Linked DNA regions of Sus scrofa: all the other regions are linked to region 1. A link is a contact called in public HiChIP or PLAC-seq data. All regions are on one chromosome and are shown on one strand. Each heading gives the region's core, a stretch centred on a gene start, on an enhancer-like site or on the middle of the called end of the contact. The rest is flanking DNA. Distances are from core to core; before and after follow the strand shown.

Region 1 (2,890 bases), core at 185-2,684:
GGCTAGTCAGCATAGGTTTTTTTTTTTTTTTTTTTTTTTAGGTCACAGAAAGAATTCTGGCTGAGAAAACCTGGAGTTAATGAATTTGGCTTGCTTCTAGGTTTATGGACAAACTTCTAAATGTTAAAAGCATATTAATGTCATTTCACAGGTTGGTACAGATCTCAAGTTGTGTCTACAGTTATTTTACCTTAAAAATAAGTAAAAATGCTTTGCTTCTGGCATGAGGAAAATGTGAAAGAAGACTACTCAGGCCAGACACCTAAATTACAGTTTTAATTTACTAGTTGGTGTCTTAAATATTGATAAGCCTCCTCTGTTTTCTTATTTATAGGTTGGAACAGTTATCTTTTTCCAGGTTCCTTGTGGTCTCTAGTATCTCTTCATTTCCCTTAATGTCTTAGGCCAGATAGTATTTTCCAATCTTATTTTCTGTTTGTGGCTTATTCTGTCAATACCAGTAACAGATTTTTTTTCTGTTGCAGAGGTCAGAATCTTGCCGGCCCAGTAATATGGAAATTATATATCAGATGAAGATTAAAACAACAGCAAGGAGTTCCTGTGGTGACTCAATGGTTAACAAATCCTACTAGGAACCATGAGGTTAGGTTGATGGTTCGATCCCTGGACTTGCTCAGTGGGTTAGGCCCACTGAGCCTACAGCTCTGATTCAACCCCTAGCCTAGGAACCTCCATATGCCGCGGGAGCCGCTCAAGAAATGGCAAAAAGACAAAAAGACAAAAAAAAAAAAAAAAAAAAAAAAATTGAAAGTAAAACAACAGCAAAACTACTTTTCTCAATTAGTTGAACTGAGTAAAATCAGGATTTATTTTGAATTCCCACCTACCAAAATGAACCATTCGGCTTCCTTGATGAAGACACAACGGAGGTAACACAAGGTTTGTAAGGCCTTTACTTAAGGGTTTGAGAATTTAAAAGTAATGTATTAAGTAAATTTCATTTTACACAATAGTACTATTGTTAAGAAAGGGGAAGCGGGAGATTCTTAGCTTTACAGAATGCCTTTGTTTCACCTTAAAAGAGATGGAAGGATTCTGTGTGTCAAGTCTGAAAACTCACTTGTCAATTTCCTTGTAAACTTGTTTCTAACGTACAGCAGGGCAACACACACTTTGACAGCAGGTTCAGGTAAATTACAACCATTACAATTCAGGTAGAGGTGATTGCATTTATTTTCACACATTGTAACTCATCTAGCAACAGATTCAGGGGCTTTTATGCACACTGTTGCATTAAGTTGGGACTATTTGTGTCAATACCTGCTGAAATTTGCTCACCATCACACACACAGTATCAAGAAACTAGTAAAGCACAGATTGCGGTTAAAAAGCAAAATAGGCTTAGACTTAGATTTTTTTTTTTTTTTAAGAGGTCTTTTATGAGGAGCAAGACGAAGCCCTCGTTGTTATACAGGTGCTGGCCAATCACCAAATCAGCGAAAGTAAAGCTGATATGCTGGTATCACTTCCACAACCTGTCGCGCACCCCAGTAGAGAACTTGCTAAGGATTGGTAAAGACAAAGGAAAGTTTCTGTCAAAGTTTAGCAGGAGAGAGCGGCTGAGCGGGGAGAAGTGTCAGATCACATTTAAGCCCAGACCGTGGAGGAAGCCGAACATCCCCTTTCTGCTCTTTGGTCGCCGCGGAGCCAGGGAAATGCGAGAGGGAAGTTTTTCTACTGGACATCTGCCGCCTTGTCCCCGAGACGCGGGAGGTTCACAGCGCCATCAGTGCAAGTCTCGGCCGCCGCCGGTCTTGCTCCACCCCAGGGTCAGCCGACCCCGGCGTGCGGCGGAGGAAGAGCGGCCGCCGCAGGCATGCACGCCTGCTCCCAGGTGGACCCAGCGCTGGGGCGTTTCTGAACTCCCCTCGGTCCCCGGTCGGCCAGTGAGCCCAGCGGCGGAACCCTTGAAGCAGGCGCCTAGTGGATCTCCGGCCATCCGCCTCCGCCTCCTCGCGCGCCGGCGCTATGGCGACAGTCACGAGACGCCAGCTGCCCCGGCGCCCGCCAATGGGAGCGCACGTCGCGGGGAGACGCGGACGTCGCTCTTCCAAGATGGCGGCGCGTCCGTCGCGAGCAGCCGGGCCGGGGGGAAGCCAGCGAAGCCGAGTAAAGCCGCCGCCCGGGAGAGGACTGAAGGAGCTGTCGCCGCCGTTGGCGGCGGCTTGGGCAGTTTTCGCTGCTGCTACGGCTGTTGCCATGCGGCGAGGCTAGGGAGGAGCTCACTTCCCCGGGGTGTAATAATGTTAACAGAGGTAAGCGGCGACGGCGGCCAGTGTTTACCCGTGAAATGGGGAAGGGGCCGACCCCGGCTAGTCAGATAACATCATTTCTGCCGCCGCCAGGCCGGACCATAGGCAGCAGGCCCTGGGGCCGGAGGAGCAGCGGGGGTCCTACAAGTGCCCCCTGAATAAGAGCTGTGCTGACTCAACAGAGTCCCACCACCTCTGGCTTCCTGTGCCTCTTTCGCAGTTGCCACTTGCCCCTGGCACTGATCTTCCTCCTGCTGTCGCTACTGCCTAACCTGCCGCTCCCTTCGTGGCGTCTCCTTACACGCTCTCTGTGGCAGCGTTAGGTCTCTCTGCGTTGCTGCTGGTTCCTGTTCCCCTACGGTTTGTCCGAGGTCTCTGCCTTCTCGGGTCCTGGCCTCCAGGGCCCTCCACCTCCAAGCTCGGTCAGCATCCTGGGTTTGTCACTCAGCCAGACTGGCTTGTTTCCCACCCCCTACTTTGACTACTTGGTGAAGAGGACCTTTTTCTCAGGGGACACTTGGATAGCCCAGTTATGTCACCTCCCTCTCCCACACCCCGTCATTTTTCGCTTAATTCGTGGGTATGAGAAAGTTCATTTTAGCATCTCACCTCTTGAT
Region 2 (2,890 bases), core at 270-2,769, 1.7 Mb before region 1:
TCTATATGTTTTTAAGACAAAGGGTTGTACATCAAGTGATGTGTTGACAGTTTACACAATCCAGATACGCATATACAATGTCTGTAGTGGGTCACCACGACCACTTACAGGATTAAGAAGAAAGTTTATCTCCTAAGCAGGGCTGATTATGCAAGTGCACAATACACACTAAAGGGGAGGGAGGAGGCCTAAACTGGCAGAGAAAATTCTTATGTCTAAATTATTCTTGTCCTACCATGAAATATGAATTTTATTTTACCTTTTTTTTTTTCCTTTGGCATCATATAGGCGTTGCAGTGGTGAGCAAGATTGATAGCAAGTTCCCAACCTTAGTGAACTTGGAGGGAAAGAAGCCTGTGGGGAATGGGGGGTGGAGGAGGGTGAGGGCAATTAACATAAAATTAACAAAAAAATCAAGTACTTGATGGCAGTAATTTACACAGATGAGGACCTACTTAATCTTTACTTGGGGGGGTGGGGAGAAATAGGGTGGTAGTAAACTCTGTAGAAAAAGAGAATGTAAAATTTAATCTAATATTTGACACAGGAGTAGAACTATTCCCTGTGAGAGAAGCTACCCAATTCCCAGATAGAAGGAAGAGCTTAAGACTGAAGAGAGGAAGGGAACTGGAAAGAGGGGGAGAGGAATGTGGGAGGGGAAGAGGGTGGACTGAAAGTGGTCACTGAGCAGGGGATAGTGTAAAGTGGGGAGTGGTAAATGAAAATGCGATACAAATCATATTTTATGTATACCAAGACCTGGTAATTTAAAAGCCCTGTTAAGGAGTTTGTGTTATTCCTGAGGGAAATGGGGTCCTGTGTGGGGCAACCGGGCAAATCATGCAAATCGTGACACGTGTGTGAAAGCGTCCTCTTGACCTTAAAGCTCAACTTCCACAGGTATTTGTGCAGTTTTGGAATCGAGAACGAAGAGAAGTGTCTGAAGAGACTGACATTTCGGCTCTGGGCCCCACAAATCTTGCGCTGATTCGACGTTTGGACGTGCAACAGACACCCCTAGCATGAAGCCATTTGGAAAACTGTGGTACAATTTCCTGAGTTAGTGATTACGGAATGAAAGATGCGAGACTGGAAAGAGATGATGGGTTCGTTTTGAGAAGTGTTGCATTTGAGGCATCTGGGCTGCTTTTTAGGATTGGGTTCCCTGCAGAATATATATTCCATAAATATTTTGAAATTTATTATCCAAGCTTGTAAAACCTATCAAACCACCTTACTATTGGATATAATCAAAGTATGAACCACTATTAAATATACATTCTAAATCTAATGAAGACAGCGAAAATACGATTTGCGCGCCCTTGGGAGACGAGGGGGTAATGCTCAACCACAGGCTCCTAGGTCCCTAGTCGTACAATTGCGAAAGAGCGATCTCCCCCTGCTGGTCCTACCTGAGTACTGCAGTGCGAGGAGAGGAAATTTCCTAGGGGCGTGGTAGCTGGTGCATGACGTAGAAACCCGGCGTCCGGACATAGGCGGTTAATGACTGCGTCAGTAGGACGCGCGCCGTGGGAAGCCTGACGAGCCTCATGGCTGCGGGTTGCTCAGAGGCTTCACGGCCAAAGGCGGCCTCGGAAGGGCCGGGGGTGGGACCGGCCGGTGTCTTGCCTTGCCTAGAGCTGCCGACCTATGCGGCCGCTTGTGCGCTGGTGAGCAGCCGCTACTCCTGCCTCGTGGCGGGGCCGCACCGGAGACACATCGCATTGTCGCCGCGCTACCTTAACAGGAAACGCACCGGTATCCGAGAACAGCTGGATGCAGAACTCCTACGTTATTCCGAGAGGTACCAGTGTCTTTGACTTTTCTTTCGCCGAGCGGACACCATAACATAACATTGCCTACCCGCCTTCCTTGGGAGCATGGGAGAGGGCAGCGGGTGGACATATTACTGGCGGAGAAGGGGCAAATGGGAAAGTTAGCCCCGGTCGCCACTAGTTTACCCCCGAGGCATTCTGGAGTTGCACTCCACCTGGAGAGGCCTGTGCCTCCCTGGTCAAGATCTAAACAGGGGTTCGTTTCATAGGCAAGAAAGAAGACGTTAAGGTGACGTGAATTTTGGCAGCGGAAGGGGTGAAGAAGCTACTCCACAATTGGGTTGTAGGGGTAAGAATAGACCCAGGGGTCTGGATACCGGTTAGACTCAGTTCTTTATGTTTTCTCATTTGACAATTAAAGTTTGGAATGCGGCACTTCAAAAGATTCTCTCACTATTTGGAAAACTGTACAAGAAGCATTAGTATAGTCGTTTATTTGTAAACCTCCAGGTGTGGTTTTAGTTGTTTGTTTGGCCCTAGTATTTCCCCTGGGTTCTTTCCTCTTGTACCTTGGATCAGGGATGGGAGAAAAACTATTACTTTGTTTCTTTCTTAAGAGCCTGCTTATTGCTCTTGAAAATGAAAAAGCTCTCTTGTGCATTTAAAGTAAGCTATTAAAAAAAAAAGAAAGCTAGAAAACTCTCAGAATTAGAAGGGTCATGGGGAAGGAGCAGATACACCTTAATATTCTTCTAGACTCCTTGGCTCGAAAGCAAGGGTTCCAAAACTAGGGTGAGTGGATTTCCTATTGCCCTTCAGGAATTTAATGTAACCATGGAAATTGCAGGAGTTACCTGTGTCAGTTTTCTTGGGCAGAGTATCCATAGTTTTTACCGCCTTATCAAGGGATCCTGAACGCTACACACAGGTCTAGAATTTATAGCTCCCTTAAATACCAGCACACATTTATGTGTCTATTTTGTATTCTAGAGACTTGAAATAAAAACAAAGAAAAAACGCTGTTTCAAGGAGCTTTAAACTCTAGTGGAGGTATAAATGTAAGCCGGATAAATCCGCGGCCGTGTTAAAATTCGACAGAAACCTAAATTAAGTTA
Region 3 (2,890 bases), core at 127-2,626, 1.2 Mb after region 1:
ATATTAGCAAGTCCTGTTTCCAAGCCACAGAAGGAAGCACACTTGTATTTATCCCCTAGCTACCTATAGTGGAAGCTTGAGGCTACATATTACTGTTGAATGAAGATTGGATTAAGAGGCTAATCTAAGGCTATATATAGACAGCAGCCCCAATTTAATCTCCGCCCCCTCTCCCTCCCCTCCCTATTTCCATAAATCTCAAGATCTGAGTTACAAAGAGACCGGGAACTCTAGCAGAGGGAAGAGGCCCTTCCTACCCCCTCCTCACAGGCTGTCTCTCATAAACGAAGTACTAGTGCAAGTGTAAATTGCTTCCAAACATCCTTAACAGGCACCATAGGGCGATCAGATCCGGCTCTCTTCTACAGCTTCTACAGAGGCCAGGGGAGATGACAGTAGTGGGGGCGGGGGGAAGGGGAAGGAGGTTGCCAAAAGAGAACTACCTTCTCTCGAGACTATTCTCACAGGCGTTCACCTCGCTCGTAATGGGGAGCGCTCCTCTCCACCCCACCTCTAGCCCAGAGCCTCAACCTTGGCTTCCCTGGGACCTGCATCTGGCGGTGCCACGCAAGAGACGATGTGCACCCGCCACTTCCAACCGCGTGGCCAGTCCCTGTTCGCTCCCTCGTTCTCCGGGGGCAGCCAAATGTGCCGAGTACCGGGTCTTCACTCTGGGGCACTGATACGCGGTACAAGTAATGGTAACGGGGCAGAGGAGAGGCTTCTTCACCAAGAGGCAGGAAGCTGCTCCAGCAGGCACATGCTTCCTCCCTGCCACCTTCGGCCGGGGGGCAGCCCCCGGCGGGGCTCTAGCCCCGATTATCGAAGGTTTCCCGGATCTCCCCTAACCTAGCTGGATTGCTTCTCACCTGTCCGAGGAGGTAGCGGCGACGCGCGAGGCTGGGGGCTGCGGCAACTCCGGCAGCGACGGTGGCAGCGGCGGTAGTGGTGGCGGCAGACAATGGAGGAGTGAAGGACAGACACATTGACATCGACACACGGAGCTCGGCGCAGCCCCGCCTCCCACGCCGCCCCGCCTCCCAGCCCACCCCCGGTCCGGGTCGTTCCACGTCCGGGAAAATGAAAGGGACTATGTAGCGAGAGCCAGGGAGATGCATGCCCCCAAGCAGAAATTGCCTGACACGCAAGTTCCATATACAAAATTTAAATATTGTGTGTCCCTAGATATCTGAATGGGAAAGGATGTCAACGGGAAACCTGTAAGAGGTATTTGATTCTCCCCCTCTGATTTTCTCCATTTGGTTTTTCCTTCCCTGTCTGTTCCAATGGGAGAGTCTCGCTGCCGCCTCTTGCAGCTCCTCCTCTCGGCCGGACCAATGAAGCACGAGGGGCGGAGACTACCGCTGGGCCTGGGGAGACCGCCCGCCCAGCTCGCCCGAGCTCGCCCGCTGCTCGCCAGCCCTCGGGAGGGTGGAGAGAATTCGAATGCTTCCGCGGTTGGCTACTCAGTGTCCTAGTCTCAAGTTGCCTAACGCTGCTGCTGGCGTTCCTAATATAGACACAGCGTTTCTTTTTAATACTTCCAAAGAAACAAAATAGCAGTCAAGCTGGCGGAAGCAATGGTTCACATCAAGAAAGGCGAGCTGACCCAGGAGGAAAAGGAGCTGCTGGAAGTTATCGGAAAAGGTATGAGTGCTGGGCTGCGATCGGGGGTGCTGCCTGCCTGTCCCGGGAGGGGAAGAAGGGCGTGGTAGAGCCTGGGTGGCGCCCCGGGCCCGGCTGACCCTTGGTTACAGTTTTGCGAGGTTGGCACCCTACGACCGAGAAAGAGCGCTTCTCCCTTTGATCTGGGGCCTGTTGCAGGGGCGAAGGGGTGGAGAGGGAGAAGTGCTGCAGGGACCAGAGTGGGGGTGCAGACGCTGGTCCTCTAAATCAGCTTTTGAAACCGTGCACATTTCCAGGCTCCACCTTGATGATAATGAGCGATCTGGAATGGGGCCTCAGAATGTGAGTTCCTTAAAACTCCTAAGGTGATTGTGACGGCAGTCTTTCTCCGCGATAGTGGCCTCAAGTTTCAGGTTCTTAGACCGGTGGTATAGGGCCGTTTCGACTTCCGGAGGCCGAAAGATCTGGATCCCTAGGCTGTCCCCGCCCCCGCTTGGGGGTGGGGGGAGCTCCTGAGGAGAACGGTTCTTTATAAGGGCACAAAACGGGGTCTGTAATTTGCCGCATTAAGGCCTCCTTATAGAAGCCCCCAGCAGCTGCAGGAACTCGCAGAAAGGCGGGATGGTTGGAGAGGCGTCGCTACCACTCCGGGCTCTAATCGCGCCCTTCCGCGCTTTCCTTAACATCCCAAAGCGAGTCCCACTTCCGTTGCTCCCGGTCTTAAGGAGGGAGACTTAGGCCTGAGGGAGAAGAGCCAGAAGCCACATTTTCCCAGAAGAATTCCCTGCTAAATCCCGTTACCTGGAAGGTGACAACAGCGTGACTACGTGGCTTCTGCACCATCTTGGCGCGAGGATCCGGATGTGTGGGAACTGCCGGCGTTGTTTATGTAGTTGTTTGAAGCTCAAGAATGAGCTTGCCATAGAACTGCAGAGAGGCCAGTCTCTGCAACATAAAAGCTTCCCAATTCCCAGTGTTCTTTCTTTCTAAGTAGCATGGCTCAGATCTGGAGAGCAAGGCAAATTTATTCTTTAGACTGACAAGGAAAGTGTAAACGTAAAAGAGAAAAATCGGATTGGAACTCAACAGGTGCTGATGAGCTGAGCCCACCCCATCCGATCTCAACTGCTTCAAGTTAGTCACAGCTATGTAACTGCCAAGATAAGTGTTCTTTGCCTAGAACTGTGAGACTTGTAGTTGGTGCAAATTGTTTGTTCTGCACGGTTCTCGCTGACCTATTTGGCATGGCAGTCTTTCTGTTCTG

Evidence for each region. HiChIP or PLAC-seq counts read pairs in DNA pulled down with a chosen protein or histone mark.
Region 2: a contact with region 1 is called in an H3K27ac HiChIP or PLAC-seq map of alveolar macrophages. The contact joins the promoter of TWISTNB here to the promoter of SNX13 in region 1. A contact is called at or near these places in 1 of 5 promoter capture datasets (fetal skeletal muscle) and 1 of 2 datasets of contacts at active chromatin or transcription factors (alveolar macrophages).
Region 3: an H3K27ac HiChIP or PLAC-seq map of alveolar macrophages shows a contact between it and region 1. The contact joins the promoter of ANKMY2 here to the promoter of SNX13 in region 1. A contact is called at or near these places in 1 of 5 promoter capture datasets (liver) and 1 of 2 datasets of contacts at active chromatin or transcription factors (alveolar macrophages).

The regions. Positions count from the first base shown.
Region 1 is chr9:87,085,744-87,088,633 of Sscrofa11.1, reverse strand. SNX13 (sorting nexin-13) reads left to right here and starts at 1,434. Exons shown (of 26, transcript XM_005667667.3): 1 at 1,434-2,276. The coding sequence starts at 1,677.
Region 2 is chr9:88,784,431-88,787,320 of Sscrofa11.1, reverse strand. It overlaps TWISTNB (TWIST neighbor), which reads left to right and starts at 1,519. Exons shown (of 4, transcript NM_001243956.1): 1 at 1,519-1,804. The coding sequence starts at 1,551.
Region 3 is chr9:85,885,936-85,888,825 of Sscrofa11.1, reverse strand. ANKMY2 (ankyrin repeat and MYND domain containing 2) reads left to right here and starts at 1,376. Exons shown (of 10, transcript NM_001243401.1): 1 at 1,376-1,647. The coding sequence starts at 1,581. It overlaps BZW2 (basic leucine zipper and W2 domains 2), which reads right to left and starts at 993. Exons shown (of 12, transcript NM_001245007.1): 1 at 870-993.